Linked DNA regions of Mus musculus: all the other regions are linked to region 1. A link is a contact called in public promoter capture Hi-C data. All regions are on one chromosome and are shown on one strand. Each heading gives the region's core, a stretch centred on a gene start, on an enhancer-like site or on the middle of the called end of the contact. The rest is flanking DNA. Distances are from core to core; before and after follow the strand shown. Region 1 holds the start of Telo2 (telomere maintenance 2). Region 2 holds the start of Jpt2 (Jupiter microtubule associated homolog 2). Region 3 holds the start of Igfals (insulin-like growth factor binding protein, acid labile subunit).

What was found. Capture Hi-C pulls out chosen DNA fragments and counts their contacts.
Region 2: a promoter capture Hi-C map of adipose tissue shows a contact between it and region 1. The contact joins the promoter of Jpt2 here to the promoter of Telo2 in region 1. A contact is called at or near these places in 7 of 39 promoter capture datasets (the C10 cell line, cranial neural crest, frontonasal cranial neural crest and 4 more), 6 of 484 Hi-C or Micro-C datasets (embryonic stem cells, group 2 innate lymphoid cells, natural killer cells and 2 more), 3 of 115 datasets of contacts at active chromatin or transcription factors (embryonic stem cells and extraembryonic endoderm stem cells) and 4 of 9 other capture datasets (adipose tissue, embryonic stem cells, liver and 1 more).
Region 3: a promoter capture Hi-C map of pancreatic islet shows a contact between it and region 1. The contact joins the promoter of Igfals here to the promoter of Telo2 in region 1. A contact is called at or near these places in 4 of 39 promoter capture datasets (cranial neural crest, macrophages, maxillary cranial neural crest and 1 more), 2 of 484 Hi-C or Micro-C datasets (CD8 central memory T cells and Sertoli cells), 4 of 115 datasets of contacts at active chromatin or transcription factors (embryonic forebrain, embryonic stem cells and pancreatic cancer cells) and 3 of 9 other capture datasets (adipose tissue, liver and pancreatic islet).

What each region holds. Positions count from the first base shown.
Region 1 is chr17:25,113,278-25,117,865 of GRCm38.p6, reverse strand. It overlaps Telo2 (telomere maintenance 2), which reads left to right and starts at 1,899. Exons shown (of 21, transcript NM_001163661.1): 1 at 1,899-2,453; 2 at 2,581-2,929. The coding sequence starts at 2,595.
Region 2 is chr17:24,957,907-24,962,579 of GRCm38.p6, reverse strand. It overlaps Jpt2 (Jupiter microtubule associated homolog 2), which reads left to right and starts at 1,957. Exons shown (of 5, transcript NM_198937.2): 1 at 1,957-2,012. The coding sequence starts at 1,969. It overlaps Cramp1l (cramped chromatin regulator homolog 1), which reads left to right. Exons shown (of 21, transcript NM_020608.3): 21 at 1-1,354.
Region 3 is chr17:24,877,069-24,881,894 of GRCm38.p6, reverse strand. It overlaps Igfals (insulin-like growth factor binding protein, acid labile subunit), which reads right to left and starts at 3,148. Exons shown (of 2, transcript NM_008340.4): 1 at 3,071-3,148; 2 at 1-1,942. The coding sequence starts at 3,086. The coding sequence ends at 147. It overlaps Gm41549 (a long non-coding RNA gene), which reads left to right and starts at 3,826. Exons shown (of 3, transcript XR_876682.3): 1 at 3,826-3,899.

The DNA of each region.
Region 1 (4,588 bases), core at 650-3,149:
GCTGAGCCATCTCACCAGCCCTGTACCTTTACTTTTAAGTGAAGACTGGATCCTCCTAACACCCCTTTGTTCTAAAACAAATAAGGACACCCATCTCCGCCTGAACACTGGCCAGGGGCTAAGCACTGTTAACATTTATTATTGTAAGCACTCTGGTATTCATTTCCAGAAAAATAAGCAAAAATATTGGGTGCTGAGGTGACACGAGCTCTTAACTAGCAACTGCTAGGTTTTCCATTCTGGATGGCTTTAGCAAAAGAATTGCCAGTCAACAACTCCTGGCCTGCCCTAATGCCAGCTCTGACTATCCAGGAAACTCTGAGGGCCTTGAGAAAACTACAAGGTTGCAAATTGCTTCAGGTCTGGAAGATACAGCCCCAAGGCTTTTTGCAACCATTTCGACCAGGTTGAGAAGAACACGTCCTCTGGTGGCCTAGCTGAGGAACTACAGAGGCTGGTGCAAAGACTGTTAGCAGAGGAAGTGCCCCTTTTCAGGATTTGAAGGCAGCCGCTTTGACTCCCTCTGGGAGAGACTTTCCTCATCTCCTCCCTTTTGTTGCAGCTTTAGGTACAGTAAAAGGCTCCTCTCCAGGGTTTGCTTGCCTACTCTCAGTAATGTGGGCTAAGCTGTTATCATGAAAAAAAAAGAGGTGGCAGAGACAGCTGAGCAATTGGCAGGCCAAGCTACAAAAGGGACAGGACAGTCAGTTTTGTCATAGCTGAGGAAGCAGTAGCCAAGGCATCAGGGGAGTGCAGAAACTGAGACTGAATGAGGATAATTGACTAAACCAGAGAAGAGATGGCATAGCCTTGGATGCCAGATGAGTTCCAGAGAGCCAAGAGGTCTCAACCCTAGGCCAAGAATTTTAACACTGGCTGTCATTAAGAGCGAAGGTCTACACAAAAATTGTAAAGCTGTAGGGCTGAAGAGTCCCTACAATCACCAAATCTGCTTAGTGGAAGCTGCACCAGCCACAGGAAAGAGCCAAGGATTCCTGACCTACGTAAGAGCTAGAATACTTTTAGGGCTAAGGGTCCCAATGCCTCCAGTCCCCTAATACTAGGGGAGTCATCTGCCATCTCTCACTGAGGCCAAACATGGAGAAAAAAAAAAAAAAAAGAAAGCTACCATTTGAAGACCTTCTCTTTGACTAACCCCAGTTTTTATTTGTGTAGAGATCCTGGCTGGCTGATCGGTAACACTTCCATGGATGCTGGGAACTGAACTTGGGACCTTGGCAAGAGCCACACGTAATTTAACCTCTAAGATAATCGCTCTGGCCCCTGGTATGCTCTGCTAACTGCTAAGCCTTGAGTGGGCTCATTTCCTGCTCAGGAAGGGTAATTTTGCTTGATGATGTTGAATGAATACAGCTTGCTCAGATTTCCACCCACACCCAGTTCCGCTGAAATGTTGCTCCCTCAATGTATCTTCCAGATCAGGATGGTCAAGAAAAGTTCTGCCATGATGGAATGTTTCACACTGCTAAGTTCAGACGACAGTCAGGATCCCTGGGTGTTTACTCAGCTAGTGGTGTTTCATTTAGGGCAGTTTAGACGCAGTTTGCGTGTTCGCAGTAAACGTGCACCCTTGTGTACCACCAAATACATCAGCGCATCCGCATTACAACTTGGCCATATCCGCTGTTCCTGGCTTCCTTATTCTGTTTCCCTCAGGGCGCCTAGAGAGTTGATTAGTGCTCTAGAGTGGAAAGTCATCCGACCCAAGGCAGCATAGTGGGGTAATGTGCTGGGGAAAGTCTCTCCAGAATTAAGGAAAACAGAGACAGCAGTCACCAGGGGACCAATAGAGCGGACACGCCTACCGGAGTCCTGCCCTCAGGCCTTGCCCACCGTAGGCTCTTAGGCCACGCCTCTTCCTCCTCTTGCGCAGGCGCAGATGCTGCGGTCATCAGCGCGTTGGCGCGCCGCTGATTCGTCCCTAGCCACGCGTTTGTATCAGCCCCAGAAATTCTAAATATCCGTGCAGGTTTCACGTGAGCTCTGCGACTCGAATTCACAGCTGCCCTCAGCTGACACTGAATCTGGCGCGTGGTCCTGGTGCCGTGGCGAATCAGCGGCGCGCAAGAGGGAGCATGTGGCCTCGGCTCTGAAGCATGCTGGCCAGAGGAACCCTGTAGGAGTGGTTGGTCCAGTCGGGGCTGCAGTGTCCTGCCTTGCAGCATGGCCAGTTCCCATACGAGCCGAAGGCCTCGTGTTTAGGGGGCTGGGTGCTAACCTGGAGCTGCAGACGGAGGAGGAGTTTTAGTTATTGCACCCTGGCAAGCCACTCACTCATCCAACTATCAGTGGGTTTGACAGAGGAGACAGCCACAGTGCACCGGTGCAGTCCGGGACTGAAGCTCTGTCAGATCATCGGGCAGGCGGGAAACCCGGAAGAAGGACGGGAGAGCGTGAGTGAGATTGTGAGTGAAGCGCCTGGAAGCGCAGAAGTAAGTGCGTGTGTGTAGGGGGGTGGGGCCTGAGATTTGGAACCGGCCCAACTGTTTCCTCCCTTAACATCGTGGGTGCCATGGGAAGAATTCTTGACACTCTAACATGCTTTTCTCGGACCCTCAGCCCTGTTCTGCAGGATGGACCCAGCCCTGTCTGCTGTCCGGCTCACCGTCCAGGAAGCCATTCACATCCTTTCATCCTCAGAGGATGCTGGCCATATCCTTTCTACCCTGGGGACTCTGAAACGATACCTCGGTGGAACCGAGGATCCAGTTCTTCCTGAGGAGAAGGAGGAGTTTGCCACTGTCCACTTCTCAGCCGTCCTTAGATGTCTGGTCAGCAAGCTGAGCCCAGGTTGGCTGGAGCTGTCCCCCGGTGGCCAGCTGGAGCGGCTTTGGGAGAGCTTCTTCCTGGATGGCCCTCCAGACCAAGCCTTCCTGGTGCTGATGGAAGCCATTGAGAGCACTGCTGGGTGAGCAGTTAGTGAGCAACAGGGCGCCCAAGTTCTGAGAAGGTTCCCAACACCTTAAAACTGTAAGGGGAAGGACCCTGCATCTTAGCCTGGCCTCACTCCTTCTTGTTGAAGGCTGGGAGGAAGAATAGGGTTCCTTGCAGATCAGCACTCAGAGAGTCTCCACTGTCCCTAGCTGATGCCCTAAAGGTCACTTGTTGTCTTCTACTGGGCCCATTCTTTATTCTGTGGCACTTTCAGGATCATCAGGACATTTCAGGGTTTTTTTGTTTGTTTGTTTGTTTGTTTTTGTTTTTCGAGACAGGTTTCTCTGTGTAGCCCTGGCTGTCCTGGAACTCACTCTGTAGACCAGGCTGGTCTCGAACTCAGAAATCCACCTGGCTCTGCCTCCCAAGTGCTGGGATTAAAGGCGTGTGCCACCACCGCCCGGCTAACATGTCAGGTTTTAAATGTTTATCTACCACATTGCTGCTATGGATCCCTGTGTACCCAGGTCCCACATCCGGTTGAATGGCAGTCCTTGGAAGGATCTGTGGCTGTGAGAAGCTGGGGTTTTATAAACTGCTGGGGTGTGGGGGTGGAGAGATGGTTCAGTGCTTAAGAGCACTGGCTGCTTTCCCAGAGGACTGGGTTCAGTTCCCAGCACCCACATGGCTGCTCACAACTCAGTGCAACTCCAGTTCCAGAGGATCTGACACCCTGTTCTGATTTCATAGGTTCTTCGTGCATGTAGTATACAGGCAAAACACCCACACATAAAATATCAAAACTTAAAAAAAAAAAGAAAGAAAGAAAGAAAAGAAAAAGACTTGTGCCAACAGGCCAGAACAGGGGAAGGCCTGGTGTCTATCTGTGCAGGATCGGGGACATCCTATGAGTAACTGGCTGTTCAGCAGGGGAAGAGAAGAGCTTTCCAGCTGATAGGCAAATGTAAATCCTTAGGAAGTAGTTGGGACTAATTCTTTCTTGTGTGTTTCGTTTTGTTTTTTGGTGCTTTTGACAGCTCTGGCTGTCCTGGCCTTGAACTCATAAAGATTCTCTACCCTCTGCCTCCAGAATGCCACCATGCTCAACTTCTTGGTTTTTGAAATGGGGTCTCTCATCTGTTGGAAGGTTGTCAGCTAGGTTAGGCTGTCTGGCCATGGAATCTCAGGCATTCACTTGCCTCTGTATACCTAGGGCTGGGACTTCATGATATTGTCACCTCACCTGGCTTTTTTGGGGGGGCTGTGGGGCTGAGAGAGTTGAGACAGGGTCTCAGCAAACAGCCCTGACTATCCCTGTAACTCACTGAATAGACTTGTAAGTCATGGAGACCCTCCTGCCTCTGCCTCCTGCATGCTGGTATTAAGCTGTGTGCTACTGTGCTTGTCTCCCCTGGCTCTGTTGTTATTGCTGCTGTTGTTTGAGACAGGGTTTCTCTTTGTGAACCTTACTGTCCTGGAACTTGCTCTGTGGAGCAGGCTGGCCTCGAACTCAAGACTCACCTGCCTCTGCTTTCTGAGTGCTGAGCATGCGCCACTACTGGATTTTTAAAACGTGGATCATGTTTGCAGGGCTTATTTTACCACTGAGCCATCTCCTTAGCCTGGGACTGATTCTTTATGGCCAGAAGGCAACACTAGGCAGAGGGGGGTGGGGGGTTAAGGGCTCTGCCCA
Region 2 (4,673 bases), core at 708-3,207, 160 kb after region 1:
GCGCATGTAGAACTAGGTAGTTGGGCTCTTAAGCTGGTTTCCATGAGGCAGTGAATGCTGTAGGCACATGTTAGTCTGTGCCGGCTAAAAGGAGTTGAGACGTCTTGAGGAGCAGAGACTACAGCCCTTGTCTCCCAGTAGCAAGCGGCATCAGATGGACTGGTGCGTTACTGTAAGGAAGCTGACAAGATTCCAGAAGGTTCTTCACCAGCCATACTGGTTTGCTCATCATCGCCACATTAAAGGACAAATGGTGGCATTTGTAGCAGAGAATCAGTGGATACAACGTCTCCCAGCGTAAGCAAATATCCATGCATAAAACCTGAAAACTGCTAAAGGTTAGAGTTTTTTAAAAAACAAAACAAAAACAGCAAGGCAGGCTCCTGGGTTCTACATCTTCCTTCTCTTCCTTCCATCAGTTTGGATGGTTGGCGTTCACTCGGGCTTCCTCTCCTCATTGGAACTTAGTGTGACTTACATGCGGTCATTCTTTGAGAAAATCTTTTGTTAATATTAATGTTTCTTAGACATGTTGATTCATCTTTTTAAAAGATGGGGAACCTGTATCTTTGGTGCTTGGCATGGATTGTGTCCTAGAGAAGATGCTCAGGCGAGCTGAAGTCCATAGATCCTGTCGGGCATAGTACTTGCTCAGGGAGTGGGACTTTGGGACATTTCATCTGTTGGTCAACCTTTTTTCCTACCCTCCTCTTCTTTTTCATTCCTTGTGATAGCCTCTGCTAGGGGAGGTGTCATTCAGTTCAATAGCATTTTTAACCAAACCATATTATTAGAAATGGTCAAAATAAGTTTAGAAGGAAATTGTTTTATGTACTTTAAAAACAAATCTCCCAGATGCATTCATGAGGAAATACCGTACTTTGTCTTAATTTAAAAAAAAAAAAAAAACACTTTAAAAAAGGAAAGAAACCCACAGTATACCTTTCCCAGAGGCTAGCCTGGTGTGGTCAGTCCAGTTTTGGAAGCACTGCCCCAGCCAGACCCTTATTCTTTCGTAAGATCACTGGCTGGAGGGGTGCCCCCAGCAGGCAGAGCTCAGTGCTGTTTGCTTTGATAATCGTTAAGCCATATCATCTGAGGTTTCCGGCTTGAGATGTGAATTTGTTTTATAGACTATAAATATACAGTGTATGTATAAAGCAGAATGCCTGTCCTTCTGATTATTTTTTGTACCATATTGTAAATTACATTATTTATTCTTTACCAATTTTTTGGGAATAAAAGGTGTTTTGGTTATTTAATAAACAAGAACTGTTAAAACTTCGGCTAAAATTTCCAGTTCGGCTTGTAAATGTTTTTATTGTGCATAAATACATACTAATACTTCATCTAATGTCTGTCTTTTGTGCCTGCTTTCAAAGCCAGTATGCTTAGGGTATTCCAACAGGCACAGTGTAATGAGATGAGCTCTAAGGCCTGGAGGTGCCCTGGAGGTGAGGGTGAGCAAACAGGTAGGCATCAGAGATTCAGCGATTGAGTGACCGCTGAATGCGGAATTCATTACAGAATTCGCTGCTTCTGTTATGGGTATGTTGTGCGCTTCCATGAACCTTTCCTCCCGAAGGTGCTGTAACCCCAAAGAAGCCTTCCGCTACCACCGGCCAGAAACTTCCTAGTGCCATCCAGCCCGGGATAGGTCGGCCAGAAAATGCGGATTCGCATGCGGAGGCGTGTTGGCTGGGGGTGGGGCGAGCTGTGAACCAATGCCCACGCCTGAGGCCATGAGAGGCGCCCCCTGCAGCCAATCGGCTGTAAGCGCGATGCGGGCCTCCAAGCCTCCCTCTCCTTGGGGGCGGGAGGGAGGAGTGGGGCACGACTCTACGATAGGCTGCAGAGACATGATTGGCGCGAGAGGCGTCCAACTGGCTTGGGCGGGTCAGGGTACCTGCGCGGGACCAAGCGGGAACCGCCGCGCGGCGGCTGTGAAAGCGCGGGGCGGCGGCCGACATGTTCCAGGGCGCGGACAGCCAAGCTGGCAAGTCGGGTTCCAGGTGCGCGGACCGGTGCTGGGGCCCGGGTGGGCGCATAGCCGCAGCCACGTGGCGGGCGGGAGACCCTACAAGTGCGGTGGGTGTGGCGCGGGGCTCCCCTGAGGATACTGTGCGCGCTCTCCCGCAGGGCCTTGCAGGAAGGCTGTGGGGTTAGAGCGGAGTGGAGACCGGGCGGCGGGATTAAGACACGTGGCTCTCCTGAAGTGCTTGCTCAGGACAGACGCTAGCCGGGCGCTCCGAGCTGTTTGCCGCTTCCTGAGCCCTTCCCTTGTCCAGTTTGGTTGGTCATGACGACCTTTGAATGTGGCTGAGTAGCGGCAGCGTTCTCAGACCCAACCCACGACCAGGTGTTTGTTGGATGCACTACTGACTGCTACACCCTGGGCGGGGACCTTCCCTACACAGTTTCCTCTAGGCTTTCTGTCTGATCTGCTTTGAGTTGATCAAATGAAACTGGTGTTCGAATGACTTTACGAGCTCCAGGAATTAATTGTTGAATAGGCGTCCATGGAGAGGATTTTAGGAAAAGGAGGAAATCCCCATTTGAGTTGATAAAATGAAACTGGTGTTCGAATGACTTTACGAGCTCCAGGAGTTAATTGTTGAGTAGGCGTCCATGGAGAGGAATTTAGGAAAAGGAGGAAATACCCACTTGATAGCGGGATGAGGGGGAAAGGGGAGCTACCTTAACTGGATAATGAAGCGCAATTGGAAGCCTCAGTCTGGGCCATATTAGATAGAAAGCGTGCTTTGGATGGCAACTTAGGCAGGTTGGAGAAGATAGCAGCACATAGTCCGACTGATTGCTACAAAGCCTGAGTCTGTAAGGTCTGTCTGTACTCCAGGGTTTCCTTTCGTCTAACCCTGTCTTTTGTCTCCTCAGCAGAGGGATTTTCTTGTGCTGGAGATGTTTGAACTGTAAAAGCGTTATGGTATTACTGTCATTCATCCACAAAAATTACTAACCATGAAGAACACGTCACCCCCCACCCGGTCTATTTCTCATGGCTTTGTCCCAGATTTTCTCATTAGTTCCTAGTTCTTATGAAACTCATCATTCCAGGGAGGCCTGGGAGCGCTGACAACCGTCGATATTTTCTTTCTCTCCAGTGCCATAGTTCATTTGAACTCTGGCTTTTCATCTTTGCCTATATCCCTTATATTTTCTCGATAACTTGAGTATTTCTACTGAAACATTTAAAGGGTACTACAAAAGGAAAAAGTAATTGGAATTATGGATTTGGTCCTAAAGTCTGAGTTGACTAATCTGGCCCTAGAACCTTCCACTCCACTGGTGTTACTGTGATTAATGGCTGCTAGTGGCTTCCAGAAGGCCACACTGTGCCATTGTTCTGGGCCCTATTTGTTGAAAGGCCCATTTGTGAGACCCTGCAGGGGCAACCTTAAGACTTGCATTGCTGCTGTAGGCTTTGAAGCTTGTGCTTGCTCCATTGTCTTTGAGATGGAGGTGGACACTGCTCTTGCCCAAGTGGCTCATTATTTTAGTACACAAAGCAATACTAAATCCTTACTTTCAATACCCATATTAAGTTCAAAAGCTAGTTCCTATATTCCCGTAACAGACTCAATTTGGGCCTCATCTCTGGAGATGGTTTTGAGGCTCCTGCTTCTGTTGTATCACATACATGGAACACATACCATTGACACACACGTCTGGCTGTCGGTATCTTGTGTCTGAATAACCACAGAGTGACTGGGAAGGTGAGAGTGTAGAGTGAGGGTCTGCCGGGGTCAAACCTCCACAGGGTAGGATGCTGGTGGCTTCATGTAAAATGAGATTATTAAAATAAAGCTAGGAGTATTCACACTTGTAATCCTAGCACTCGGGACATGGAGGTAGAGAATATGAGTTCAGGGTTGTCACTCACTACATAGTGAATTTGAGCACTTCAAGATCCTGACTCAGCTCTTTCCAACCCCCAATAAGAAAATAAATGGCTGGGCAGTGGTGGCGCATGCCTTTAATCCCAGCACTTGGGAGGAAGAGGCAGGTGGATTTCTGAGTTTGAGACCAGCCTGGTCTACAAAGTGAGTTCCAGGACAGCCAGGCGATACAGAGAAACCCAGTCTCAAAACACCAGAGAGAGAGAGAGCGAGAGAGAGCGGGAAAGAAAGAAAGAAAGAAAGAAAGAAAGAAAGAAAGAAAGAAAGAAAGAAAGAAAGAAAGAAAGAAAGAAAGAAAGAGAAAAGAGGAGACTAGACCCAAGGCTGTTAGACCTGACCGCCCAGAAGAAGATGGTCAGAATAAGATCTAAAGATGGGCGTGGAAGTCAGGTAGTCTTAACTTACCCATCAACTGCTTTGTATGGTCTACAATCTTGTTAAGTTCTTTGTAGTGGGCCAAGCTCCCCCATCCCCACCTCCTCCCCCCTTTTCAAAGGAACTTCTATCCCTTTCTAAGACCCTTCAAGAAATAGTAACGGTTGGTGGGGTAGGTTTGATACATCCTCTTTCCCCTTCCTCCTAAGAAGACAGTGACCTGGCATCTGTGACTGGCACACTTTACACTTCCCTCCCTGCCTTAGGCTGACTGAGAACTTCACACCCATTACATTGCAATGATAGACAGCCTTTTAGCTCTTTGAATGAAACAAACACATTTTAGGTACTTTTGTTTTTAATGAAGTCTTTGAGTGGTCA
Region 3 (4,826 bases), core at 1,899-4,398, 240 kb after region 1:
TACTGCCCTGCATCCAGGAAGTGAGCAGCCATGACCTATCCCCTTGAGATGGGTAAGTATTCCAGAGCCAGCTTATTCTGTAACAGTGAAACACTATCCTGGCCATAAGGCAGTGTTCAGCCAGACCAGGCCAGTAAGTAGCAGGGTCAGCAGTGCACAAAGAGTGTTTCACTGATGTCTCGAAGGTCGAGGCCTGAGACGTTGGCGGGGCCAGCACAAGTGATGTTGTTGTAAGTGTACACCGGCTGGCAGTCATCTCCCTCACAGACAGTCTGAACAAAGCGGGGGACAACACCAGGGTTCTGTAGGGCAAAGTCACGAAGCGCCTTGAGGGGACAACTGCAGTCCCAGGGGTTGGCATCGAGCCACAGGCGCTCCAGGCCAGGCTGCGGCACAAAAGTCTGCAAGGAGTTATTCCTGAGGTTGAGGTAGCGAAGCCGCCCCAGAGATGAGAAAAGGCCTTCAGCCGGGGTCTCGAGGCGGTTGTGTGAGAGGTCCAGCCAGAAGGCCCGCTGCAGAGGGCCCAGGACATCCTCAGAGAGCATTGTCAGTTGGTTGTTGGACAGAAGCAGATATTCCAGCTGGCCAAGGCCCTGGAAAAGCTGGCGGGGCAGATGCGTGAGCTGGTTGGCGGTAAGATCGAGTTCCAGGAGCTCTGAGAGCCCTGCCAGGCTCTGTTCTTCGATGCTGGAGATGCTGTTGTCCCGGAGGAAGAGCCTGCGCAGCCCTGAGAGGCCGGCGAAAGTGTGCAGGCGGATGCGGCCCAGGCAGCTGTGCTCCAGGTGCAAGCTGTGCAGCCTGCCCAGCCCTTGGAACACATGCTCGGGGAGGCTCCTCAGACAGTTGCCGGAGAGATTCATAACAGCCACGTTGAAGAGGCCAAAGAAGGCGCCCACCTTGACCTCATGGATCTGATTGTCATTGAGCGTCAGTACCTCCAGCTGCCCCAGGCCCTCAAACGTCTTCTCACCTAACTGCCTGATACGATTGTGGCCGAGCTGCAGTTCCTCCAGGAAGTGTAGATCTTTGAAAGTACGCGGCCGCAAGCTAGTGATGGCGTTGTGTGCCAGGCGCAGGACATGCAGACCCAGCAGGCCAGGGAAGGTGTCCTCCAGGAGGCCAGCCACACGGTTGTGTGACAGGTCCAGCCAACGCAGTGCCTTCATGCCCAGGAAGGCACGGGGGGCCACAGCTGTGATGAGGTTGCGGTCCAGGTAGAGCTTCTGCAGCCGGGGCAGATGTATAAAGACATTAGCTTTGACGCTGCGGAGAGCGTTCCTGCTCAGGTCCAGCTCCCGCAGCTCGCCCAAGCCACACAAGAGCGCAGGCTGCAGGTAAGTCAGTTTGTTGCCAGCAAGCACCAGCTCATGGAGGTTGCCCAGGCCCTGGAACACCGTGTCAGGCAGGACCACTAGGCTGTTCCAACCCAGGTTGAGGTCCCAAAGGTGACTGAGGCCCCGGAACAGCCCTTCTTCCAGCCGGCCCAGGAGGTTGTTGCCCAAACTGAGTGAAGCCAGACTTGGTGTGTGTCTGAACAAGCCTGCAGCTAGGCTCCGGAGCAGGTTCCGTTCCAGGTGCAGATGGTAGAGATTCTGCAGGCCCAGCAGTGCCTGTGGCTCCAGGCTCCTCAGCCAGCTGCCCTGCAGGTTGAGGAAGTCTAGGCTGGACAGGTTCTGGAAGGCCGCTGAGGGGATGGAGGACAGGTTGTTTCCGTCAAGCCACAGAGCCCTGGTGCTGACTGGGATGCTATCGGGCAGCTGAGTGAGGTTCCTTGAACTGCAAAAGACGCTGAGCTCATCTGTGTAGTCATCATAGCTGCAGGTACAGGTGACAGGGCACTGGGGGCCCTCGGCATCTGCTGATGCTCCAGGATCTGTCCCCTGCAGGTAACAGGGGCCCAGTGCCACCCAGAAAGCCAGAAGCACCACCAGGGCTGGGCTTCCTGTGGGGAGAAGGGTTGGCAAGGAGATGCCCCCAGGATATGAACCAAACCCTGGGCTTCCCTAACCCTCAGCCATTGTAAGAGATGGCATCCACCATCCCACTTTGATACTAAGCAAACACTGGTGACAGCCACGTCCTATCTTTTGAAGCCACTTCAATTTCCCAGACCCTGGAACCAGCAAGTGGTGATCCCCGTCGCACTGCAAGGGCACAGAGGGCCTGGGTCTCCCACATCACCCTGCTCTCCAGGCAACCTGGGCCCTGGCCACTAGGCAGGCTGTGTCCTCTAGGGTGTACAACAGCCAGGCTGAGAAACAGAATCGAAGTGCAGTCCAAGAGCTGACTCTTGCAGAATACTTGGGGATATAGACCCAGGTAGCATATTCATTTGTGGTCCTCAATGGCTAGGCAGCAAGCTGGGCATTCCCTGCCTGTTGGGCCCTCATATGGGTGAAGCGTGCCTTATTTGCTCCCCATTATATGAAGGCTATAACCCTTACTGGTAGAAGAGTGGGGGTCTAGAAAACCCCAACTGTCCATTCAACCAAGCGTCAAATCACATGAACCCAGCTAGCACCCCAACTTAATCTGCCTCGGGTGTATGCTGAGAACCCCAGATCAAGTTGGGAAGAACGACACTGTCCCGCACCTGCGCAGTTTGTATCTGGTGTGACTGTGTAACGGTGGTTTGGAAGTGGGGGAAGCCCTAGGCATTGTGGGAGCACACCAATGGCAGACGAGGAAGAAGACATTTTCCCGTTCACCCAGGGCCAGGCCCTTAAGAGAAACGGTAGCCAGAAGGATCTCGGGCTGTGTGCAGCATACCATCTCAGCAAGCTATGAGACCAGAATATGGGGAGCAATGAGCCCCATTTCTGCACCTTGCGCCCAGGGGTGAGGTACTTGTTTCTTCTGCCTACCCTGCCTTCATCTGGCCCTTTCCCACAGTGCCGCCACCAAGGGGGAAAGTAACCGAGACCCTCCGGTGCCAGGAATTGTATCCAAGACCCAACCCAGAATTCCCACCAGCCCACCCTGAGTTAAGCCTACTGCGGCTTCTCCCAGAGGGCTCTGGCTGAGGACCAGCTACCCTCAGAGCAAGTGGCAGGGGAGACGGATTCCTCACCTGTTCTCAGAGCCATTGTTCCTTGTACAGAGCTGGCCGCAGGCAGGCAGTGAGCAAGGGCCGTCTACAGCACAGGCTGCTGCCCAGTGGATTTCCCCACTGCCTGTAGCTGGCAGCCCTCAGCTGGCCCTGCCCCACACTCTGGCTCCTTTAACCCTCTAGGGCTGGGCAACAAGTCTCAACAGAAGCTCCTCTGGATGCGGGTGGTGCAGGGGAGGGGCACTTTGTCCGCCCCAAAGTCTCGGGGATTGGGGGGCGGGGGAGCAATTGAAAGCCACCTCTGCTGGTGTTGGAGGTAGAGGCTTGGTGGAGTAGACCTTCAGGATTGGTGCTCAAGGTAGGTGTAGGGGGGGCCCTGTCTCCCAGTAGGTTCAGCTAAGGTGAGGGAGCTCGGGGGTTCCTGGGAATTCCCCCCACTCACCTCTATACGGAGCAGATGGCTCTGTCAGGCTTAAACAGTTTGCCCTGTTTCCTAAGGCCTTGCCTATACTTCTCGAATGCTCTCTGACCTGGGGTTTCTTAGGCCTAAGTGGGCCCACCATTTGTGCCTCCCAGTCCAGGGGTTTGTCTAAGGCCCAGTCTCAGTCTTCCTGTGACCTCTAGGTCAGCTGACGGCTGGCTACCGCCCCTCCCCCAGGGCCTCTTCTAGGAACACCTGGCAGAGCCACCAGCTACCTCGTGTTTGCTCTCCCCAGCACAGTCCTCCTAGAAAAGGGTTGGCAGGAAGACAGTGGGGCACCGCAGCCTCAGGGGCAGAGCCAGTTTCTGCTGGCCTCCACAGTATGGAGGGCCTAACAACCTACTACTTCCTTGTGTACAAAGACCCCAGGTAAACATGCTGCCCCAGGGGGAGGCAGGAGGGCCATGTGTGGGGCCCTCAACCTGGCCCTGGCTCCACTCACCCTGCCGGAGCCACATCTCAGCTTCCTCCTCCAGGGCCTGAAACCTGTGACCTGACGGACACTCCAGCCAGTCCTGCCTGAGCTCTGTCCCTTTGCCCTGCCCGGGATGGGGGGAATGCACACGGGAGGGGCCAGGCAAGGCAGTGCTGGGTTTCAGAAAGAACAGCTTCTCAGGGGCTTGGGGGACATTGGGAGCCATCTCTAAGCAAGCAGAGGAAGTAGGCAGGTCTGGGAGGGTCAGGGGCTGTGGCTCCCACCATGCCTCCCCATGTCTAGGGCATTTTCCATGTTATTCCTCAGCCTCTTTTCTGAGAAATTATAGATCGGCAGGGAGGGAGTCTCCGCCCAGAGCCACAGAGCAGTTTACACAGCAAAAGTGCGGTCTCAGCAGAGCTGCGGGGCCAGTAGCCAGCCTCTGCTGAGAGCAGGGGCCAGCAGTGCCTGAGTCCCTGTGGGCCCTGCTGGACTAGGATCTCTTCCTGTCTCCAAGCCCTGCTTCATGTGGTGTGGAAGCCTTGCCAGGCTTGCTTCACCCAAGCGAAGTGCTGCCACCACACCACACCACACCACACAGGAACACAAGGCCCAGCCACTGAAGAGCCGTAACCCCCGACAACTCTGCTATTCTATCCAGGGTTACCTCCTGGTGCCTTCCCTGGGCCCTGTGTCTAGCCTGGAATATGCCAACAGACAGAGCCTATGTTTCTTCAGGCATCATCCAAGTGAAATGCAGCCATCATGGTACAATTGTCCTGGCTGGACACTCAGCGCCTCCCTCCGGGACCACACCCAGTGAAGCTGTGAATGGTGACTTTCGAGGTCTGAAGGGCCTGTGAGTGTTTCTGTGGAGGCAG